Regions from separate parts of the Mus musculus genome. Here region 2 is linked to region 1. The links are chromatin contacts, called in public HiChIP or PLAC-seq maps. All regions are on one chromosome and are shown on one strand. Each heading gives the region's core, a stretch centred on a gene start, on an enhancer-like site or on the middle of the called end of the contact. The rest is flanking DNA. Distances are from core to core; before and after follow the strand shown.

Region 1 (6,247 bases), core at 1,966-4,465:
TTCAGGGAACTCAGTGTGCGTGCTGGGTCCTGCAGCAGCCGACCCTGGTAGATCAACTTCATTTGGCTCTCTTGTCCAGGGAAGTATTTGCTACAAGGATGAAAGGAAAGACTGGATAAAGAATAAGGCTAGAGAGATCAAGGCCTGGACATGAAAGACACTGAAGGTCTGTCTATGGAAGTCTCCATTTCCCCTTAAAATCCCTCCTGTGCTCACATATATGCACAGCTTCTTCAGGAAACCATCATCTGAGGAACAAGTCACGAGCAACTGGCCTCTCTCCGGCCTACTCACCTTTTTAGGGTACCCACAGTGTCCTCTGGCCTGGCCACAGCTAGCTCCTCGGTGTCATTGAGGAACTTGAGGCGAACATTGATGAGGCTGGGGCTGGGAGAGAGGCAGGAGCCATCATCTAACCCCAGCGGGGCTTCTGGGCGACTGCTCCCCAGGCCTGCTTGCCTTTTAGGCAGGCCTTGGATGTCCAGGAGATGCTCCAGGCTGGGCTCCATCTCTCCCCTAGCTCCAGGTTCTCCAGTGGCGTCTCCCCCACTGTCACTGGTCTCTTCAGCCTTGTCATCATTGCCCCCTGATGGATGGGGGTGTTCGGTTGGCTCTGGAGTGCCTTGGTTTACCAGCTGGTCCACATGGCCCAGGTGGAGAACAGACGTGTCACCTGCTGACACAATGGTGCCCAGCAGCTGGTTGTTACCACTGTCTGCTACATAGGTGGAGAGCCAGGCTAGGACCAGGGCTAGAGTCAGCGCCACCACGCCTGCTACCACCATCACCTCGTTACCCACACCCTCAATGAGGGTGACATCAGAGAGCTCCATGGCCTGGCTGCTGACTGGGTCCACGCTGCAGGAACAAAGGGGGATAGCATTAGGAGGGCCTGAGGGCTTATAGTCAGGTTTCTACTTTGTTTAGGTTCTGAGGCAGGCTGGGGTTAAAAAAAAAAGAAAAAAAAAAAAAAGGAAAAAAGGATGGGGGCTTGGTGTTGTGTAGGAAGGGCAGCCAGCCAATTTCCTAACAGTAGTAGACCCTCAATCTCAAGCTAAGGACTGACTTACCCTTGGCCCCTCTGCCTTTACCGTGAAACTCTAGCTTTCAGATTCTGTGCTCATAAGAAGCATGGGTCACCAGAAAAGCCTCATAACCTTGTTACCAGCTGCTGATTGCTCACTTGTTTGTTTTTGTATTTGGAGAATAATGGAGAAGGAACATTTGCTGCTTCTCTTCAAGACAGGGTTTCTCTGTGTAGCCCTAGCTGTCTTGGAACTACCGCTCTATAGACCAGGCTGGCTTCAAAATCACTTGCCCCTATCGGAGTATTGGGCCTAAAGGCCACCACTGCCCGGCTTACATTTTGCTTCTTTAAGCTTGGAGTTTCTCTAGGATTCCTAACACATGACCAAGCACATCTGCATGCACCCAGCAGCCTCAGTGGTAGCTTCAGATTAGAAAGACTCTTTAATGGGCATTGTGCGGCCACCCTTGCCAGATTTCCTTTGGATTACATCTCATTCATGGCCACACACCCATTCATGCCCACACACCCATTCATGCCCAGATGTCAAGAGCCAAATACATAAATATACTCTGATCTATCAAGGATAGGATCAGATCACTTCAAATGGACAAATGTACTGGGACTATCAGCAGACATGTTTGTCTATTAAACTGTTCTGGCAAATTCTGGGGAGCCACATAGGACAGTCACCAGAAACACTACACGCTTTAGTCTCCATAGGCTTGGCTTTATAACTGCAAAACCGCTGTTCTACATGCCCTGGTTATCCCAGAACTTGGGAAATAAAGGAACTAAGGATACAAGGTTCAAGACAAGTCTCCACTACTTAGCAAGTTCAAGGCTGCCTAAGGCTACACGAGACAGCTTCAAGAAAACCATTGCCCAAGTAGAAATTATTTGGAAATACTTCCCAACGGTTCCCACTATCCTTCTTTCAATCTGTCTTGTGCTATGAAGGTTTTCCCTCTCTGCGGCTTCTGAGAAAGCATTGGAGGCTCTCTGCATATTCCTCGGAGTACCGTCTCTTTTCCTTGGAGAATCTACGTTCACAGCTGTCTCTGGGCAAATCCATCTGGTGATTATCATCATCAGACTACTCTCACAGCACCCACAAAACATCATTACACTCATAACCTGTCCATTTCTTCATTGACTCCTGGAAGATAAGAACCGAGGGTAGTTCTCTTTGTTTGAAGCTCTTAATGCAATGTCACAGTAGCTGCTCAAGGAATATTTGTAGAACACACCAACACTCTCAGAAGCGTTTCCACAGCCTTATTTACACAGATTGGCCCTGGAGTCAGGGAAGCGATTCTGGGTCACTGTCTAGCCCCTCTTCTAGCTATGCAATGTCCAGCAACGTTCTCAAAGCCTCAGCTTTCTCAACAGTAAAGTGGGGTTTAAAATGGTTACCTACCTCATAAGGTTGTTTTGAAGAAGACGTGAAATCATCGAAGCAAAAATAATTAACACTGTTCAATAAACAAATGATAGCAATTACGTCTCACTCCCATAACTAACCCCTGTTGGTCAGGTTAGTGTCAGGAACCGTGATGTACACAAAAGGAAACTGTGGCAAAGACAGATGGAAGCGGAGGACACAAGGAACTGCCGCGGGCAGGGGCCAGATAGGGGACCTGCATCTGTCTGACCAAGGCCTCGGCTTTCTCCTCAGCCTGTGGACGATCCTGACCGCACTGTGGGGAGTCGTCCCCGACCGTGCTTTTTTCTGGGGTGAAGGTTCTGCGTCTGAAAGGTCCTATTCCCTTGGCAGTGGAGTCCATCAGCACCCCCCACCCCACCCCCGAGCCGAGGAGCTTCCGGGTTTCGGTCGCAGTGCCCAAGCCCGACTCTCCGGGACAGTGATGGTTTAGGGTCAGGTGAAGAAGCGAGGGTCGGGAGGTAGGGGGGTCACAAACCATCCACACCCCTCAAACTTCGGGGCGGGGCAGAGGAGAGGGGGCGGAGCTTGAGGACGCGAGGAGTCATGGGAGATTAAAGGGGGTTTGGATGGTTACTGTGCCTCGATGGGGAAGGAAAGCCTCACCTGACAAAGCCAGGATAAATGTTTTGACTTCGCCAGGACAGTCTTTGTAGTTCTCTTTCCGTAGGGGTCAGGGGAGGGGCTGGCAACTCAGGATTCTGTCCAGGGTCCGATCTCTTCCGGCTTTTCTCGGAAGCTGTTAACATCCAGGACAGGAAGTCCCGCCTCCCCGCCTTGTACTGATGACGCAAAGCTACGTAAGGCGGACTGACGTAAACGTAATCTTTAAATAAAAGGGCCAGGTTGCGCCGCGGCAGAAGGGGAGGAGTCATTGTTGGCGGGATTTCGGACCTCCGGCAGTAAGACCACGCCCATTAGGCGTGGCCTCGGACCTCCTGGAGGTCGGAGGCGGGGCCAAAAGAGAAGAGGCGGGGGAAGGTGTTTGTGGGGGGCGTGGTTTCATGCTTAGACGATTGCCCTGGCAAGCTCTCCTGGTCCACCCGCCGCTAGGTTTCCTTCTTTCCCGCCTGGTTTTTCCTTCCGGTTTGGTTCTCTAGCTCCAGAGCTAATGAGATTCATTACTGCTTCGCCAATGCACACCAGGCTCCAAGGTTGGGAGCGGTAAAGTCTGCTATTTTTGACTTCTAAGACAGTTGTTCCTCGAGGAGATGGGCAAGAATACAAATTAAAGTCTTAAGTACTTGAAGATTTCTACCTCGTATAGCTTTAATAAATGAAGCGGGAAGGCATTTTAAAGAGATACAAATACAGTGCCCTCAGCCGGGCAGTGGTGGCACACGCATTTAATCCCAGCACTTGGGAGGCAGAGGCAGGCTGATTTCTGAGTTCGAGGCCAGCCGGGTCTACAAGTAGTGAGTTCCAGGACAGCCAGGGCTATACAGAGAAACCCTGTCTCGAAAAACAAACAAACAAACAAAAAACAAATAGAGTGCCTTCTTAAGAAAGGATTTTTTTTCTTTTACTTGTTTCTATGTGTATGCCGCGTGTGTGGGTACTTGCAGAGCCCAGAAGAGGGCATTGGATCTCCATGAGCTAGGGTTACAAGAGGTTGTAAATCGCCAGTCTTGAGTGCTGGGGAGAGAACTCAGGTCTTCTGGCAAGAAGAACAAGTGCTCTTAACCATTGAACCATCTCTCCAAGTCTATCACCCTGGATTAGTTTTTCCTTTTTTTTTTTTTTTTTTTGGTTTTGTTTGATTGTTGATTCACTATGTAGAAGAGCAAGCAGCCTTTCTCAACCTTTGAGTCTAACGACTCATTCAGAGGTCGCATATCGGATTTTATATTAGTATTCATAAGAGTAGCAAAATTACAGTTGTGAAGTAGCACCAAAAATAACTTTACAGAGAACCAGTGTAGTGGATGATCTTTCCCATCTGGGCACCACCATGAGATTAACCCAGTGTTTTGATGGTCTTGGTCACTTTAAGAAATGTATTACATTTTATTTATTGATTGAGTATATGTAGATGTGTGCACTACAGCCCAAACGTGGCGGTCAGAGGACAGCTTGTGGGACTTGATTCTCCTTCTACCCTGGGGGTCCCAGGGGTTGAACTGATGTCACCAGCCTTTGTGGCAACTGCCCCTCCCCATACCATCTCACTGGCCCCTCCTTAATCATTTTTCTTTCTTTCTTTCTTTTTCTTTTCTTTTCTTTTCTTTTTTTTTTTTTGGTTTTTTTCGAGACAGGGTTTCTCTGTGTAGCCCTGGTTATCCTGGAACTCACTCTGTATACCAGGCTGGCCTCCAACTCAGAAATCTGCCTGCCTCTGCCTCCCGAGTGCTGGGATTAAAGGCGTGTGCCACCACGCCCGGACATTTTTCATGACACTGTAGATGTTCTCCTTATCTTTCCTAAACTATATATCTTTAAAAGATTTATTTATTTATTTTATATGAGTACACCGTAGCTGTCTTCAGACACCCCAGAAGAGGGCACCAGATTCATATTGCAGATGGTTGTGGGCCACCACGTGGTTGCTGGGATTTGAACTCAGGACTTCTGGAAGAGCAGTCAGTGCTCATAACCACTGAGCCATCTCTCTAGCCCCCTTTCCTAAACTATTGAACTTTGAAACTTAGGTGTTCGTTTGTTTGTTTGTGAGGCAGTTCTCCAAGTAGCCCAGGCTGACTTTGAACTCCTGACCCTCCTGTCTGCCTCTGCTCTGCCTTTTCTGTTTTTGTTTTTTGTTTTTTGAATCAGAAACTCATGAAGTTGGCCAGGTTAGCTTTGAACTCTCAGACTTAGGAAGACAGACCTTAATCTGAGTCTGTATTGGGACTGACTCAGCCTCTGGAGTTAAATGACTCTGTCAAGCTACCTGGCAGCCTCTGCGTGCGTGCATGCCTTTCTCTCTCTCTCTCTCTCTGTGTGTGTGTGTGTGTGTGTGTGTATACCTGTGTATGTAGGTACATATGTATGCAGGCCTAGGGAGTCTTCCTCAATCACTCTCTCCATCATACTTTCTGAGACAATGGCTTTTACTGACCCTGGAGTTGTGTTACACCAGCTGGCCAGGGATCCACCTGCCTTCACCACTTAGCAGTGGCATTCCTCAGACATACAGCTGTACCTGGCCTTTTTTTTTTTTTTTTTTTTTTAATTTTGTTTCATTTATTTACTTTGAGACAATGTTTCTCTATGTAGTCCTGGCTGTCCTAAAACTTGCTATGTAGATCAGGCTGGCCTAGAACTCAGAGAGATAACGATACACCTGCCCCTTCCTCCCAAGTGCTAGGATCAAGGATGTGTACCACCATGGCCTGATTATTATTGTTATTATTATTATTTAATGTGGGTGCTGAGGATCAAATGAAGGCCTTCGTACCTCCCCAGCCCTTAGAATGACATCTGATTTTTTTTTTTTTTTTTTTTTTTTTTTTTTTTTTTTTTGGTTTTCGAGACAGGGTTTCTCTGTATAGCCCTGGCTATCCTGTAACTCACTCTGTAGACCAGGCTGGCCTCCAACTCAGAAATCCACCTGCCTCTGCCTCCCAAGTGCTGGGATTAAAGGTGTGTGCCACTACCGCCTGGCTCATGTTTTGCTTTTTTTTTTTTTTTAAGATTTATTTATTTATTTATTACATGTAAGTACACTGTAGCTGTCTTCAGACCCTCCAGAAGAGGGAGTCAGATCTCATTACAGATGGTTGTGAGCCACCATGTGGTTGCTGGGATTTGAACTTCGGACGAGCAGTCGGGTGCTCTTA
Region 2 (5,864 bases), core at 433-2,932, 640 kb before region 1:
CATTATCCTCAAGGTGGGAGCATGACAGCATCTAGGCAGGCACGCCTCAGGAGGAGCTGAGAGTTCTACCTTTTCATCTGAAGGTGGCTAGGAGAATACTGACTTCCAGGAAGCTAGGACATGGGTCTTAAACCCAGGCCCACAGTGACACATTTACTCCAAGGCCACACCTTCAAATAGTGCCACTCCCTGGACCAAATATATTCAACTCACTATACCCAGCATGTTTTAACTATACCCTGTATCATCTTATGTTATTATTAGTTATTAATTCTCTTCTCCCCCACCTCTGTCCCTTTTCAGGAACTCCCTATAGTTCAGGCTGATCTAGTATTTACCATGTACATGAAGCTGGCTTTGAACTTGTAACATTTTCCCTCTCCTGCCTTGGCATGTATCACAATCCCCACCTGTGATAAATATCTAAGTTTTTCCTATAGACTGGGAGCTCTGTATATCACATATCACTGTAACCTCTGAACCTGTCATAACAATCGTTGAATGAATCTGAGAACACCTAGTGCCATTTTATTGAACATCTACAAGGTGCGTTATTCACATTACGTTTTTTTTTTTTTTTTTAATTTTTACTTATGGGGATTTAGCTCAGTGGTAAAGAAAAGGCCTTGGGGGCTAGAGAGATGGCTCAGCGGTTAAGAGCACTGACTGCTCTTCCAGAGGTCCTGAGTTCAATTCCCAGCAACCACATAGTAGCTCACGACCATCTGTAATGCTCTCTTATGGTGTGTCTGAAGAGAGCAACAGTGTACTCATATACATTAAAAAATAAATAAATAAAATGAAAGACCAAGCAAACTTCACTCACTCAAAAGAAAAGGCCTTGGGTTTGGTTCTCAGCTTGGGGTGTGTGTGTGTGTGGGGACGTTTAGGGCGCAAAAAAACAAAACAAAACAAAAACAAAAACAAAAAAACCAGATTTACAGTAAGCGAGGAGGGAACTTCTTTACCAGGAAGCTATCATTAAACAACTGTTCCTTTTGGAGACGGAGAAGGCAAGAGTATTCAGTGTTCTTGTATCTTTGTACTAACCCTAACTTCATGTAATTTTGTTGTTTTTGTCCTCACTAAACTAAGTGTGGTGAATAAATAATTTGAGTCAAGTTATCCAGTATTAAATGACTCTACTAGCTTGTTCACAGTTGTGGTGAAAGAAACCCTACAGTAACCTTTACATGCCCCAGACTTGCTCACAACGCCACCATGAGGACAGTTTACTTGAGAGAGAGATCGAGTAAAGTTCTCATGTAGCTCAGGCTGGCCTGGAACGCTCTACCTGGAGGGTGGCTGGTTTCGAACTCAAATAGATCCGCCAGCCTTTGCCTTCTGCGTGATGGGATTAAAGGCACGAGCCACTCTGAATTGGAGGGTGCCTATTTAAGCCACAAAAGCAGGTTTTAAATTCTGTCGAATGTGTGGTCGCTGTAACCGCTGCTGAACTCAGCCCACAGACCACAGAGACGGGGCAGGCCCCCTGGTTACACTGCTAGAGACTCGATTCTGGTGGCAATTCCGCTCCGTCCGGTTTGATTTGGCCAAAGAAACCCAAGGCGCGCAAGAGAACTAGTGCGCAAGCGCACCCCCGGCTGTCTTTGTTACTTAGGAAACAGCCAATCAGCGAGCCGGGCGGTGACCAATGAGAAGCGCGGATGAGCGGACCGGCTAGTTTGAACGCGCCGCGCCGGAAGAAGGTTGGTTCGGTGGAATCGGGTGTGGGGGAGCTCTCTCCTGAATCCGAGGGCTCCTGTCCGAGGCGGAGGGACGCGTAAGCGACCCCCGACACCAGCACCGGGAACCGACGAGAGGTAGGCTTTGGTCGACGGTGGGGCGGCCCCGCGGGCTCGGTGCAGAGCTGTCGTTTGCGCGGGCTCGCTGCAGTTGTCTGGAACCCGAATCAGCACTTGTTTGGGCAGGTCAGGGACGAGTAGGAGGGCACTTCCTTTACACCGAGAATGCAGCCGATCGTGATCTCTGCGTCCCACGGTCCGGGGCCCATATTAAGTCCTCTCATGTATACCCGGTCCTTTGAAAGGTGCACCCGGCTCCGTAGCAGCTACCCCTCCTCGTGTGGGAGGTGGAATTGGGTCTTTCTACAGGTCAGAATTGGAGATCTGGGACGCCCGGCAGGAGAGAATGGGAGAACCACTCCGCTCCTCTTGTCAGAGCTGATTACGCGGCTGTGTGTGTACCGAGGGAGGCAGCTTGGTTACTGGGACACTCCTAAACACTGGCGAGCATGAAAGAAAACCAGGCCTCTATTAGTACCAGGATGATCGAGTCTTTTAGCCTTGGACATTTGAGCTACTGTGACAAGTACAAGGTAGAGCCTGTTTTGTGCCAAAGAACTTAAAATACTGGTTTGTGTTGGTTTTGGTGGTTCAGTGCATCATAGGGAAATGATGTATCATATAACTTTACCAGCGGTGTCTAATATTTGTTGGGCACTTAAAAACCGAATGCCATTCAAGCTTAACACAAACCTGGTGAGACAGATAATTAAAAAATATTACAATTTGCATGTTGAGAAACGGAGGCACAGAGTGTAGTTAAGCTTGACTTGGGAGGACATATATAATTTTACTTTTGTGGATGAGCTTTTTGTTGTTAACAGCGCTTCCTTCAATGTCCCTATCCTATTTCTTCCATGCCTATTTCATTATGGAACCATGCCCTCTGCCAGTCAGGATTTTAAGGCATCTCATTCTCCATTACTTTGTTTTTATCTAATTTCGCTCCATTTGTACCTTTTTTTCTCTCATGGTCTAGAGATCAAACCTAGCCCTAATACCTTTTTTTTAAAAAAAAGTATAGAAGCATCATATTATTAGAGACATTTGCAAAGCTTTTCTCTTATCTAGTGACACAGCAACTGAAATTATCATAATATTGTATAAACTATATTCTCTCTCCACAAACAGTTAAGTTATAAATACAAACTAGGCATAGTAAAATAATCCCAGCCCCTGAGAGAGAGGCAGAGGAGAAGAGTCTCTGAGTTTAAGGCCAGTTGTATTGAGACTCTTTCAAAACACCACACACACACACACACACACACACACACACACACAAATACAAATGAAAAATTGAATTCACACTTGGGAATTTAAAACAAAAATACACTGAAGTCAGTTAAATAGATCATAATTATAGTTAAAAGAGAGCTGGCATGGGGTTAGGGGTGTGAGCTAGTGGCAAATGCTTCCCTGGTATGCACTGAGGCCTGAGTTTAGTTCTCAGCACCCTCACCACGGTCCTCCCAAAATAGAAGCTATAGAAATTTTTAGTTGGTGTGAGGTCAATGAGGTGATTAAATTAGCTTAAAATTTACCTTCACACAAATGAAAACAAACAAACAAACACTCAATTCCCAGATATTTACAGTCAATTAGAAAAGCAAACCTTTTCTTTCCATCTTAAGAGTCTAGATTTTATTTTGAACGCGATTAAAATTACAAGTCTACCCTTTTTATAGGTGTGCTTGTAAAAACCTCATCTAAAACCTCAGGAACCAGAAAGTAGCATGTTCAAGGTCCTAAGTTCAGTCCTCTGCACTGCCAGGGCTCAGTGTCTGCGAGTGTGGGTCAGGGTAACCTGGGGATGGAGACAAATGCCATTAAGCTAACAAAATATGAAATGACAAAGAACATTCCCCTGTAAATGAGTAAAGATGCGAGAACACTCACTATCGCTGCTTCCAGCCGATCCTGTTCTAGGATTCCTAGCCAGTAAGACAAGAAAAATAAATCACAACTTATAAGAGGGAATAAGCAAGGCAGACATAGTGGTGGCGTGTGCGTATAGTCCCAGCACTTAGAGAGCAGAGGCACCAGGATCTCAAGGCCAAGCTGAGCTGTATATCCAGATCAAAGAAAAGGAAAAACAAAAGAAAGGCATCAACTATATTATAGCTCAGCATTAGGACATGTGCAGCACCCAGCACTGGATAGAAAAAGCATAGCCTATGTAAGATATTCTACTTCAAAAGCAAGCTGTGTGCAGGAGGGTGCAGTTATTGTAACACACTGCTCTATGGATGCCAAGGTGAGGGATGTACAAAGCCCAGAAGCTGGGCAAAAAAAACCCTACTAGATTGACCTGCAGGTAGAACTAGTGCAAGGATGGAGTAGTGTCTCGGTGCGAGCTTAGATTCTAGCCTTGCCTACTATCTATTTGATGGGGTATCTTTGTTCCATGACTTTGTGCACCAATTCTCACAGAATGGGATTGTTGGGAAAGCTAAAAGAAGCCATTTGTAAAGAAAAGAAAGCATTTAGCATAGCGTGTTTACCATGCAGATACACTCGGTGAAGCACTCTGTAAATGTTAGCTATGATATTTATAGAGGCTTTAGGGTCAAGCCTCTGTTCTTCTCTGGCCCTTATTCATTCATTGGACAAGTACGGTCAGCATCTGCTGCGTGCCGAGAAAGGCCCCCAAATACTTGGGGTGAGTGTGTGAGACAAGACACAAGTGTGGGAGGAATGCTAAAAATTAGTGAAGGGGCTTTCGCTGCCCCTGTAGCAGTACCACGGGAGAGATGAACGCCTTCCTTCCCCTCTGTCTTAGCTCTCATTGCCTGCAGAGGGGGGAATCCCCACAAGTCCTCAGAAATTCTCCTCCAGGGCCTTCAGAGGTTGATCTCATCCCTACAAGGGTGGACAAGAGAAACCACCCCTAAAACATCTGGATCCTGGCTTCCTGGCCCCAGCTCAGCAGCGTACTAGCCTCTGGGTTTTAATGAGCTGCCCAGGGTTAGAAACAGGACTCGAGCGTGGCTGCCTGCGAACCCTGAAGATCTTATTAAAGAATCATCTCCCTTGTACTTTGGGCTGAAATGCTCTTTCCGAGCGAGGATCAAAGCAAACTTGACAAACGTTCTCTCATTAATCTCCCCATCCCCCTGGGGTGGGAGCAGGTTGGTAGCTGCTCTCGCTGGCTCTCAAAGCGAGAAGCTGATATGACACTGATGGGCTTGTGTGGCTCAGGGAGAGACCTCCCCATGAGTCAGAGGCAGAATGCAGACCAGGACCCAGGCGTCCTTGGGGCACCCATGCCTAGCACTGCCTTATATTCTGCACCTGGTGCCCCCAGCGCTGTCTTGGGAAGAAAGAACATCTCATTAGGCAAACAGACTGGCCTCCCTGGCCCTCAGGAGGCGGGAGAAGAGAGCTGTAAAGGTTATGCGTACTCCTTGCCAGTGCCCTTTTTAATTTCCTGCTTAGAATGTTAGGCTGCTCTGTGGCTCCTTCTCAGCCAGAGCTCTCTCCAGCCTCAGGGACTGCTGGGGAGGCAGCCAGTGTGGACCTGAGCTTGCTCTGTCTTTCCATTCCCACAGAGAAGCAGGTCTCCTGGGAGTGTGAGTGTAAAACAAGAAAAGGGAACTCTTGAGTGTTGAAAATGAGGTAGAGTCTATATCTGCAAGTGCTTTCAAAACATATGATCTAGTTCCATAAAAGGGATCATAGTCAATATATAAACATAGGGACTATTAAAGTCATGTGGCCATCGCAGCATACTATATAATATCATTATCAGACAGGACAGCAGGCTCTGCGGTCAGACTGCCTGGGTTGGAACTGGCGCTCCATCACTCACTAGTATTGGAACCTTGGGCAAGTTGCTTAACCCTCTCTGTCTCAATTTTCTCACTGAAAAATGAGTGTAATAATACTATCTATCTTGCGGGGTTGCAGTGGAGATAAAGGAGATGATGCGTGTGAGCTGCTTTGAACAGACCTTGATGGGATGAGCACTTCACTAATATGTTTATCATGACAATCTGATTGCCAGGATGAAAACTGAATTATACACACATAAAAGGATTATTGTTGGTTGGTTTCTTTCCC

What was found. HiChIP or PLAC-seq counts read pairs in DNA pulled down with a chosen protein or histone mark.
Region 2: a contact with region 1 is called in an HNF4G HiChIP or PLAC-seq map of pancreatic cancer cells. The contact joins the promoter of Kif18b here to the promoter of Tmub2 in region 1. A contact is called at or near these places in 2 of 115 datasets of contacts at active chromatin or transcription factors (memory CD8 T cells and pancreatic cancer cells).

What each region holds. Positions count from the first base shown.
Region 1 is chr11:102,281,919-102,288,165 of GRCm38.p6, reverse strand. It overlaps Tmub2 (transmembrane and ubiquitin-like domain containing 2), which reads right to left and starts at 3,215. Exons shown (of 4, transcript NM_028076.4): 1 at 3,078-3,215; 2 at 2,448-2,502; 3 at 295-858; 4 at 1-90. The coding sequence starts at 2,482.
Region 2 is chr11:102,920,942-102,926,805 of GRCm38.p6, reverse strand. It overlaps Kif18b (kinesin family member 18B), which reads left to right and starts at 1,682. Exons shown (of 16, transcript NM_197959.2): 1 at 1,682-1,823.